2 separate regions of the Gossypium hirsutum genome follow, and region 1 is linked to region 2. Evidence: chromatin contacts called from public Hi-C data. All regions are on one chromosome and are shown on one strand. Each heading gives the region's core, a stretch centred on a gene start, on an enhancer-like site or on the middle of the called end of the contact. The rest is flanking DNA. Distances are from core to core; before and after follow the strand shown.

Evidence for each region. A called contact is a pair of places that touch in the nucleus more often than the background predicts.
Region 1: a Hi-C map of leaf shows a contact between it and region 2, with 1.9 times the contacts expected there. The contact joins the promoter of LOC107926657 here to the promoter of LOC121211346 in region 2. A contact is called at or near these places in 3 of 34 Hi-C or Micro-C datasets (hypocotyl, leaf and seedling).

The regions. Positions count from the first base shown.
Region 1 is chrA12:16,036,229-16,041,683 of Gossypium_hirsutum_v2.1, forward strand. It overlaps LOC107926657 (G-box-binding factor 1), which reads right to left and starts at 3,434. Exons shown (of 12, transcript XM_041083899.1): 1 at 2,772-3,434; 2 at 2,457-2,594; 3 at 2,330-2,377; 4 at 2,137-2,223; 5 at 1,955-2,044; 6 at 1,704-1,843; 7 at 1,541-1,595; 8 at 1,344-1,392; 9 at 878-1,077; 10 at 609-686; 11 at 378-503; 12 at 1-197. The coding sequence starts at 2,840. The coding sequence ends at 96.
Region 2 is chrA12:15,883,209-15,888,420 of Gossypium_hirsutum_v2.1, forward strand. It overlaps LOC121211346 (ATP-dependent DNA helicase DDM1), which reads right to left and starts at 1,654. Exons shown (of 16, transcript XM_041084081.1): 1 at 1,526-1,654; 2 at 1,206-1,292; 3 at 661-924; 4 at 496-573; 5 at 1-165. The coding sequence starts at 1,274.

The sequences.
Region 1 (5,455 bases), core at 2,184-4,683, 150 kb after region 2:
AAACAAATGACCTATCGAGTCAAGAAATGGTAAAAAGAACAATCATGGATGCCAAGAAATCACTGAACCTTCAAGTTATCTCCGTAGGGTTCTTATTAACCATTCCCCTCATCACCTCCTGCTTCACCAACTGAAGAAGGGTTGCCTTGCTCCAGGTTACTTATCGCTTCTGGTCCGCATATCCGCATCAACTCATCCTGTTACCGGAAGCAGCAAAACATAGTTGTTGATTACACATTCAAATGTAAATGGAAGAACTGTTTGCAACAAATTTGATATAAATAAATGATGCTCGATGATCAGCAAGGTACAGAGGGATGAGCGTTAATAGAAAGAGATCCTAGGTGAAGGGTGGCGTGGAGGCGGCTGTTCTATACCTTGATAGAACTATTTTCAGACGTAAGCTTCTCGCATTCATCTGACAGCTTCTTTAACTCATTTCTAAGGGTGTGGTTTTCATTTGCCAAGCTCTCCACCTTGGCTTGAAGCTCTTCACACTCGGCCTAGTGTAAAACCAGAAACACAAAAATAGAAGCTACAGATCTTAAGCTTGAACAATACGGAAATTAGATCAAGAATCATTAGTTGAAGAATATAAACCATTTTACCTGCTTGCGTAACCTTGACCTCCGAGCAGATTCCCTGTTAGACTGCTTCCTCTTCTGTCTTTTCAACTCACGTTCATCCTGCAAGAACCCACATCACCAATTTAGATAAAAACTGAATTTACTTATCTTGAAAACCAAACCATCTACTCACATCCGAATGCTCTAACTTAAAGAAAAAGGCATGTTTTAACAACTGGCTAGAAATTGAGTGAATTCTAAGGAATGAACTTGTGAAATTAGAAACGAAAATCACCAAGAAAAGCGCATACTTGAATCCACTGATCAGGCATCATAGCGCCAGCAGGAACAGTGGCTACAGTGCCAGATGCGTTAGGTCTGGTTTTTGCAGCTCCTGTGGCAGCAGGGGAAGCGCTCCATAGGTCCATTCCTATATTCAAAGTAGTTGCAGGCATAGAGACTATGGGTTCTGCGGGAACTAAAGCCCCAGCAGCTTTACCCTGTGCATTGGCTGGTAATAACAGGTGATTGTAGTTAGGAAACTATCACAGTATATAAAATCTACAAAATCGACCCCCAAGTCTATTACCAGAACTCACTAAGCTCCTTTCTTTTTTTTTCATACACTTGGACTTGGTCCCTCAGTACAATTTCCCCACTCTGGGTTTTATAACATTTCCAGGGAGTAAGTTTGTTTACTTTCAAAATAATCTGAAGCTCGTTTTGCTATTTATCCTAAAACAAAAGCAAGAAATTAGATATGGAAACTTAAAGTACCATCTGCAAGCATCTGCTCAAAGCTTCCCTTTTTGCCAGCATTGACTTCCTAAAGAAAAAGGAGTACATATTCATTAGAAAGGACAATTTTGAGCATAAACGTGATAGCAAGTAAAGCATGTTGATGAAGGAATCTGAAAACCCAAAGCAGTCAGTGCCGTTGATGATAATTAAATAAGGAACAATTATGCACATACTTGTTGATTACTCTCATCACTTCTGTCTGATGTACCCTCGCTGCCACTTTCACCACTGTTACAAAAGTTGAATAACTTTTTTCAGCTAAAACCCAATGTCAAGAATGAATGTGAACATTGTGTCAAGGAAAAAAAATACTGAAACATCAAAAGGATCATGCACCTTTGAGAGCCGCCATCGTTTCCCGAGCCTGAAGTGGCCTTTGCACTCTCTCCAACTTTGCTTCCCGAAGATCCCTTGGGCTTTTTGGTCACACCCCGATCCTTTCCATCAGCACCATTATTCCGTGCAGAACTTGGCATCTATAGACAATTTGGAAAGAGAAAAAGGCATTTACTTTACGTAGTAACTGAGAGTCTAAAAGAAATACAAACAGCAAAAGGAAGCAAATAAGGAAAGAAAAAACTAATTACCGGTGCCATATTAGGATGCGCATACACTCCCCTTGGAGGATATACAGCTGGGTACGGAACCGGGGTACCATATGGAGGCATTAGAGGATGCTGAAAGATTATCAACAAAAACGAAAAAAGTAAGAACATATCTCTCATCAAATAAAGAACCAAAATATTGCGAAATCATGTTTTCATATCACCTGGCCTCCCCATATGTATGGATGCGGGGTTGGTGAAGCAACGGTTGAGGCAAATAATGGAGGAGTAGCTGCAGCACCATAATAAGCCTAAACAACAAGCAGAGTTGTAAGCTCAAATGGTTACTTACATAAATGAGATTAACAATTAGAAAGTATATAAAACCCCATGATTCAAGGGCATTAGTCCACTAACCTGCATTTGGGTCGACCAATCAGGATATGACACTGTTGTTGGCATTTCCTATAAGTACAAAGTAAATATGTCAGCACAAGTAACCCACACGTTAGCGATGAGAAGGCAAGAATGATACGTAAATAACCTGAGTTGAGGCAGTAGGTTTGGAAGGCTTGGCTGGTGTGCTCTCCTCTTCCGTTCCCATATCACACTTATGTAAACGTCTTAATTTCAAGAAATCAAGAATCAAATCCGTATGTCCTCGACCGCTTTTAGAAAGCACCTGCGACCCCGATGTGAAAACCATGCATCAGAAAGCAAAACCGAGCCTTGACAAAGTTTTTACGTTGATGAGCCAAAACATGATGCATAGAACATAAATACAAATAGAGTTCGGCATTGGCATGGTAAAGTTAAACCATTTCAAACAAGAACGATAGTACAACCAAACCGAGCTCACCAGTGTATGGTTCAGCACAAGACCTAACCTTTCCAAAGGAAAACCACATGGGTTCTTTCGATCCTCCATAAAACTAACTTAAAGAAAACAAAACATCTATTCTTGTCCTAACAAGTTAAGGAGACAAAGAAAACCATATTTGTAACTGATTTTGTGATATCGGAAACAAAGTAGAGTATCACAAAACAACTCTTCCATAACCGACAACCTTGAAATAATAATAATAATAATAATAAAACAAAGCAATTCTTCAATTCCCATAATTACCTTCCAGAAACAGTACAAGTTTCAACAATTCATATATTAGCCAAACATTTAGAAGGTGAGAAGAAACAGCAGAAATTGGCAGTATCCGTTTTAAAGTTTGTCAACATTTACCCCTCGTATTTCCAAAACAAAACGCATTAATTAATTCATTATTAGCACAAAGAATACGAGCTAATCTTAATATTCAGGCCTTAACCCGCAGGGATTGTGAGCAGTCAAAAAACATAAGCAAAGCTAAAATGAGAAAGAAAAAAAAAACTGGACATTAAAGTTCAGAGAAGAAAAAGAAATTAGCAAAAGTCCAACTACATAATAAAAAACTAAAGCATGAGATAAAAGATCTTGAAACTACAAAAAACTCAAATTTAATGAAGAAACACACACACACACACACACAGAGGGAAAAAAATAGCTTCTAAATGCTCTGAAATTACAAACAAAAACAAAATTAAGAAGAAAAAGAAAGAAAGGAAGACCTGTTTAAAGGCGTTGAAGGGGAAAGTGAAGTGGAAGGGAATTTATATAAATTTTTTCCCCCTTCTAGTATTTCCTTGATCAAAGGGTTGAAAATTGAGGATTAAAAAGAACAACATAAGTGAAAAATAAGAGAAGAAATTATTGTTTCTATAATTGGCGTTTGAAACAGTTTGGGAGGGTGAGAAACAAACTTGGGTAGTTGGTAGAGTTAAAAAGAAGTGATCCAGTGTGATGGTGTGCGTGGTAGCTGTAATGGGAAGAGTGAGTCGATGAGGAGGTAAGGAAATGGGGAAGAAAGAGAAGGGAAAGGTGTTAGGGTTTCGCGGGGGACACGTGCTAAGAAAGAGGAAGACAGGTGGGATGGTTTAAGTGGGTCAGGCTTATGACAAACCATTCAAATGGATGATTCATCAATTTCTACTGTGGAGTCAAAGAGTTTAAATATCCCAAGAGGATTTGCTAAATTTCCTGTCGAAACTATGTCGTTTTTTTTTCTTTCTTTTCTTTTGGTTGGGGGGTGATTTTGGCTATCGTTTCTCTTTTGTTACTATTTACGGTCACTATCCATTTCGGGCTTTGGGCTTGTGTGGCTTCCACGTCGTTCAAATATTATCCGTAAATGAGATTAGTGTGATAATTTTGGACAGATGAAAAATAATAACATTTATGACAAATAAAGGATGTCGAAGAATAGGGCCTAAGAATTGTCAATCTATAGAAAAACCGAGGTGGAAGTTTTAGGGTGATGTTTTAGTACAAGGTAACTAATGATGGATCTTGTGTCCCTTTTATCATAAACGAGGGATATTTATAGAAGAATTAAGAGTGAATCTCTTATAAAATGTTTGTTTTCTAACTTTGAACTTAGGTTAAGCTATGGTTTAGATATATTTCGATGAGACCATTTTCGAGTTTGGTATGCTTGGGATGTCAAAAAAATTAATGAGATTGGATTTAATCAAGGTTCATCTCTAAGGCTTACAATAAACAAGTGAGTTCATCAATTCTTATATTGTCAATGTCATTTGTTCCATCAATAATAGTCATTCACCTTTCTCACCAGCTTCAAAATTGAGTATTCTTTACTAAGGGCAAAAGATTAATTTTTTAAGATGTCACAAAGCTTTGCATAGAATTCAGATAAGGTCTCATTATCCTGTATTCTTAGAGTCTTAAATTTTACCGTCAACATCTGAAGTTTAGACTACTTCATAAAACTAGTCCCTTCATGAGCAATTTTGAAAATAGTCCAAGCTCTTCTAGTAGTTAAGCATTTAGAGATTCGTCCAAATTCTTGAGGATCAATTCAAATCCATAGAAATTTGCATTGAGGCCTTTGGAGTTCGCATTAGTCAATTTTTCTTTATCATTGGTCCAAGTTACTTCATATTTGGAAGTCTTCACACTAATTAAATCACTGGATAGTGGTTTCCAACCAGTCAAAATTGAGATCATTCTTACCTTCCAAGAGTCATAGTTTGTTCCGTCCAGCATGGTGGGTCTTAAGATTAATGATCATTTCATCTCAATTACAAATAAATGACATGATATCCACTTAATACATCAAGTGTTTAACTTTGATATCAATTGTGAATTCATTAAATTCGGATTTTAGGTTTCGTTCAGTTGTAACTTGACAAACTGTCTAATAGTTATAAAATAAGATATGGATACAAAAGTTTGGTTACATATTTCAAAAACTTCTTATACCTACGGGCCCTTGCTCAAAAAGTAATCAACTATAAATCAACAAGTGCAAGATGTGATTTAAGTTCAACTTACTTACAAAGTTGCAACCTCATCCTATACGCCAACCTAGATCACTCTCTCGGTAAGCCCTCCCTCCCTGAAAAATTAATTGTAAATTGATGAGAAAAATAGTTTACCTACACAAATACTGTAACACCTCATACCTGAGCCGATCGCCGGATCCAAGTTAC
Region 2 (5,212 bases), core at 404-2,903:
TTTAAGCTGATAAGACTTCAATTTTCCACCAGTCAACAATGGTACAAGTTCTCCCTGCTCCTTCTCATTTTTTTCCTCCTCAGCCAAGTTTTCATCTTCAACGTTCTCAGTCTCTCCCTCTTTAGACCTTGTAAGCATTGCTGCAACTGCCCTCTTGACCTTCCTCTGGAAAAAAAAGAAAGGAAATCACATAATAGTGGCTTAATACCACTCAAGGTTTCAATTTAAATTACAAGGATCTCAATGTTACCAGTGAATCAGAAACATACAACCTGCATACTTACAATGTTCTCAAATGAACTATTGGCATACAAGAACTATTGAGTTAAACCAAAATTGTTACAGAGGGAACAGGAGAACTGAATATTTTGCATACGTAGCAAGCCAAGCAATAACAGAAGAAGACGAAGGAATAAACACAACTAATTTTGTGATAGTACGTATATGATATGTAGGCATTCCATGTTGACAGGGTAAATAAAGCAGAAAGAATACATTGTTGTACTGGTTAGCAGCTCTTCTTTTTGAACCTCGACCTCTCTTTGTCTGAGCAGCTTCAGGCTTAGGTACACTCTACCAATATTATAACAGATGATCAGAAAAAACCAGACCAATTAAAATAGTAAAAGTGTACCCAAAAGAAAGGTGAGAGCGGAATACAAATGTTATGTCCTCCATCTTTTCAAGCAAAAACTCTGAGTACATCTGGGTTTGGGTCAAAAGCTCATCCAATCTAGTAAACTGAGTATCATTCAAGTGCACTGACTCTTCAGGCTCCCCTTGTTTTATCTCCTCTTTCAACCGAGCTTCCCTTAGCTTCTCTTCTTCCTCGACCATAGCCTCTGATAAAAGAGAAGTATCTCCATTTTTGGCGTCTAGAACTGATTCCTCCTCCAACTTAGTGATTTCCTCTTTGCACTTCTCCTACATTTTTGTAAGAATAAAAAAAATATTATATAAAAACAAAAAGTAACACTTTTCAATCCTCAAAAACCTACAAATGACCTAAAAGTGTGTTTTAATACATAATAGAAGATCATATTTGAAACTTTCTATCTTCCTTTCAACTTTCTTAGCTTACATTTTTCTTCACTTTCTCAACGACTAAACATAAGCAGTGAAAAAACACTAAAACCTTTCAAACCACAAGGAACCAAAACCCTACCGAGAACAAAAAAGAAGAGATAAAGTATATCCAAACAAACCTCATCTTCGAGAACCGAAGTCGGTGATTCAGCAGAAACGCCATTTCCCTTTCCATTCTCAGCCCTCATTTCCAAACCCTAAATGTCCTTACACCAAAAACAAAAAAAAATCAATAAAATGAATATAAAAAAGGAAATAATCAAATTCTAAGAGATTAAAACATATGAGACTAAAGCTTTAGTTTCAACCAAATACAGAAACCAGCCTAGGGTTTTGAATCGTCGAAAGCGAAGAAACGCCACTCCAACAAGTAAAAGCACAAAATGTATAACAAAGAACTCAAAATACAGTGAAAGAGCTTCCACTCTCAGCGAGATACCAGAGAGAATCGAAAGTCGGAAACGTCGAAAAGGAAAAGCGAGCAGAGTAGAGTGGAGCAGAGCAGAGCGTAAATGAGAGTGAAATTTATTTCGACACGAGTGGAGCACTAAAATTAAACATTAATTATTTTTATTTATTTTCTAATTGACTGTCTTGGTAGGTTTGGGCGGGAAAATGAAAGTTTGAGAAATGCCCCTAACTTGTGCCATAAATAACACACTGGACTGAAATCTGTTTCTCATTCTTGGAAGGGTATTTTAGTCAATGTAAAATTCTTCTGGGCCTAGAATATGTGGCCTTTACTGGTAGGTTATGGGTTCCCAAAATTGGGGCATGCTTTGTGCCTTCCACTATGATTTCCTTTTTCCTTTTTTAGACTTTCGAGGAACGGTGTGGGACTTCAACTTTCTAAATGATCTCTTTTTTTTTTTTAATTTAACTTTTCAAATTTTTTTATTTGATTAATAGTAATATTGTGTGTCTCGTTTGATAGTACATATATTTGGCTTTTTTTCTCCATATGATTTTATTGGTTTATGTTTATTTAGGTTAATAAGAACATAAATTGGAACATAACTACTATCCCACGGTGATACACCATACTCTTTTTTTGTATGGAGGTGGGGGTAAATTGGAACATCCTGATGAGGTAAATGAACCTTTACCTATTATAGTTGTTGAAATCTTGTGCTAGGAATATAAGAGTTGGAATTTAACTTCTATTGCAAGGTGGCTAAGGGAGCATGAGATTCTTGTTTACAATACGGATGAGCGGGATAGATTGGAGTGGCCTCGTAATACCTCTGGGGTTTATTTTGTCAAATCAGGCTATAAGGAGCTTAATAAATTTTGTAATAGTTCTACAACTAAACCATCTTGTTATTGATGTTAGCACGTGGAAGTTTATCAGGAACCTACAGGTGTCACGGGGCTAGATCTTTAGTCTCACGATCCGTGCAGTCTTAGGTGATTCATTCGTCCAAACTCTCCTAAGTCAGCCTTTACTCAAGTGAGGATTCCTTCAGAAGTCTTCCAAGGCACCAATTTGTATAGCGAAAGTGATTTATGCCAAAAGAAACAACAAAAGAACAATAGAAAGAATGCACAAGGTGTTTGAGTAAATGCTCTCAATATTCTCTTATTCACAAATAATAATGAAACAATGAATGGAGTGAGTACAAATGAGGGGAGGCTCTTTATTTATAGTTGAGCTCCCCCAAAACTGACTGTCAAGATTACAATAATCGACAGACGAAATTCATCCTATCACTTAAATCATGGGATTTACAAGATATATCATATCAAATCTAATATAATCTTTACAAGATATGATTCTATCAATCTTCTAAGATTAGTTACCAAAATAGCCTAAGTTGCCATATCTTCATTATCGAGCCAACCAAGCTTCAATTTGACAGGCTTCTCCAACAGGTTATCAAATCGGGCCAATTCTTACGAGCCAAATGATCCCCATCTACACAATAGACCTCTATTGGATGCATTTGGTGTGATGGTCACGGGTTTTGAACTGCGGCCCATGACACAGGTACCTAGCAAAATATACGTCTTTCTATGTGGAAGTTGTGTCATAATGTAATTTCTTGTGTTGTTAATCTTTGGACTAGGAAATGTCTTTAATAGCCCGATTTGTGCACAAATGGATTCAGGATTTTACTTTAATAAATCTGAACGATCTTCTTTTTAATGTGATATTTCATTCAAGAAATTGAGAAAATTCGGTCTCGCGTTCAAAAACTTGAGATTGAGAAGACTTGATATCTCGTTTAGGAGTTTGGGAAGATCTGATATTTGATTTTTCTTCATTAATAATAGAAGGTTGAGGAACTGATTGATCATTATTACTTTTTGAAATCCTTTTCTTGAAAAAAAGTTTGACCTTTTTGTTAACCATAATTTAATCGAAAAACATGAAGACATGTAATAATATATTAAACAACAACATATTAGGAAAAAAGAAAAATAATAAGTTAAATAAATAAAATAATAATAATTTATGCAAAAATGTTTACTAATAGGTCTTTTACGTAAGAAGAAGAAAAGAAGATAATTTGTATTTTTTTTTACTCTATGCTCTCAGCCTTGACATCAAACTCTTTTCTTTTTCTCTTGGCAGTGTCAACACCTTACCAGAGGAAGATAATTCATTAGCAAGACATATAAATCAAAATAAAAGAAGTCACTAACATAATATGTATGGAGGAAAAACCAAATCAATTAATTCTGGAATTTAGCTTCAAAGTCCATATTGGGCCCCTAAGTTTAGTCTTTCAAGGCCCATTGATGGGCATCGAAACCACCAAATATAATTTTCTACAATAAAATATCAGTAATAGCAGTATAGAGCTGTAAGGTTGAATCTATAGGGACTAGCTATCTAATTTGGCCTTTTTCCGTGATCAGATTTATTGTCACAGTCACAGTCGTGCCCATGAGCTGTGCGTAGTAATGCTAAAAAAATAAAAATGGGAGTTTAAATTGATAAAGATAATAAAATAAGGAAATACAAAGTGTAATAAAATAAAATAAAAACAAAATGAAAATTTCAAAAATAAATTTAAGCAAATAAATTAAATTGGTAAATAAAATATTTTTAAGCTTAGCCTTAGCCACGGTGTACTCCAATCTTGAATCAATCCTTGAAATGGATTTTCCCTTCTAAGCGATAAACTGGTTATAGGTGTAACATCTCGGATTAGGGCCTAGTCAGAATAGTGGTTTCGAGACCACAAATTTAACGTAAGAAAATTTATTTTTATTATTTTTCATGGTCTATGATTTCACGGAATGACTTCATGAAAATTTCATTCGAAAATTTCGTTCGAAAATTTCGACGAATGGGCACTCAATTTGGTCAAAAGGACTAAATTGTAAAAAGTGCAAAAGTTGAGTTCTACATATTAAAGGTGTCAAATTGTTATGAAATTTTAAATGGGAGGTCCTTAAATGGTAATTTGACCATTATTTAATTGTTGGACAAAAATAGACATGAAATGAGTGTAATAAAATATTTTTAAGTTAGGGGCATTTTGGTAAACTAATAATTAAAAGAATTAAAAAGCCAAAATAGCCAAAATTTGGTCATCTTCTCCATGTACCAGCCGAAACCCCCATGAAAGCCATGGTTAGGGTTTGGTTCAAGCTTCCAAGCTCATTTTGTAAGTGATCCCGAGCCCCGTTTTTAAAGTTCTTTACATTTTTGAAATTTTGGTAACATGCTCTAGCTATTTCTACCATTATTTTGAGCTAGGGTTTGTGTTTAAAAATTTACCCATGAGTAATATGCATGCATTTTGATGTCTAATGGTAGAAAATGAGTGTTGGGTGTTTAATAAACGACTTTTACTAAGCGGTTTTTGATGAAAACATCCGAAAGGACCGTTTTGTAAAAGTTGTAAAATTGGTCATAAATGGGTGATTTAGTGGAAATTGGGGGCTGTCACAGTTATGAAAAATTATCAGCATGTCATAAAACATAAGAAAATAGGATGAAGTTTAATTTCCGAACATTGGGGAAAAAGTGTAAATATGAAAAAGTTTAGGAGTCAAAATACAAATTTGTAAAAATATGATTTTTGGACCCCTATGGATAATGTGACTAATTATTAGGCTAAATGCGATATTATAGATCAAGGAAAACAATATTCGCACTTAGAACGAGGTTGAA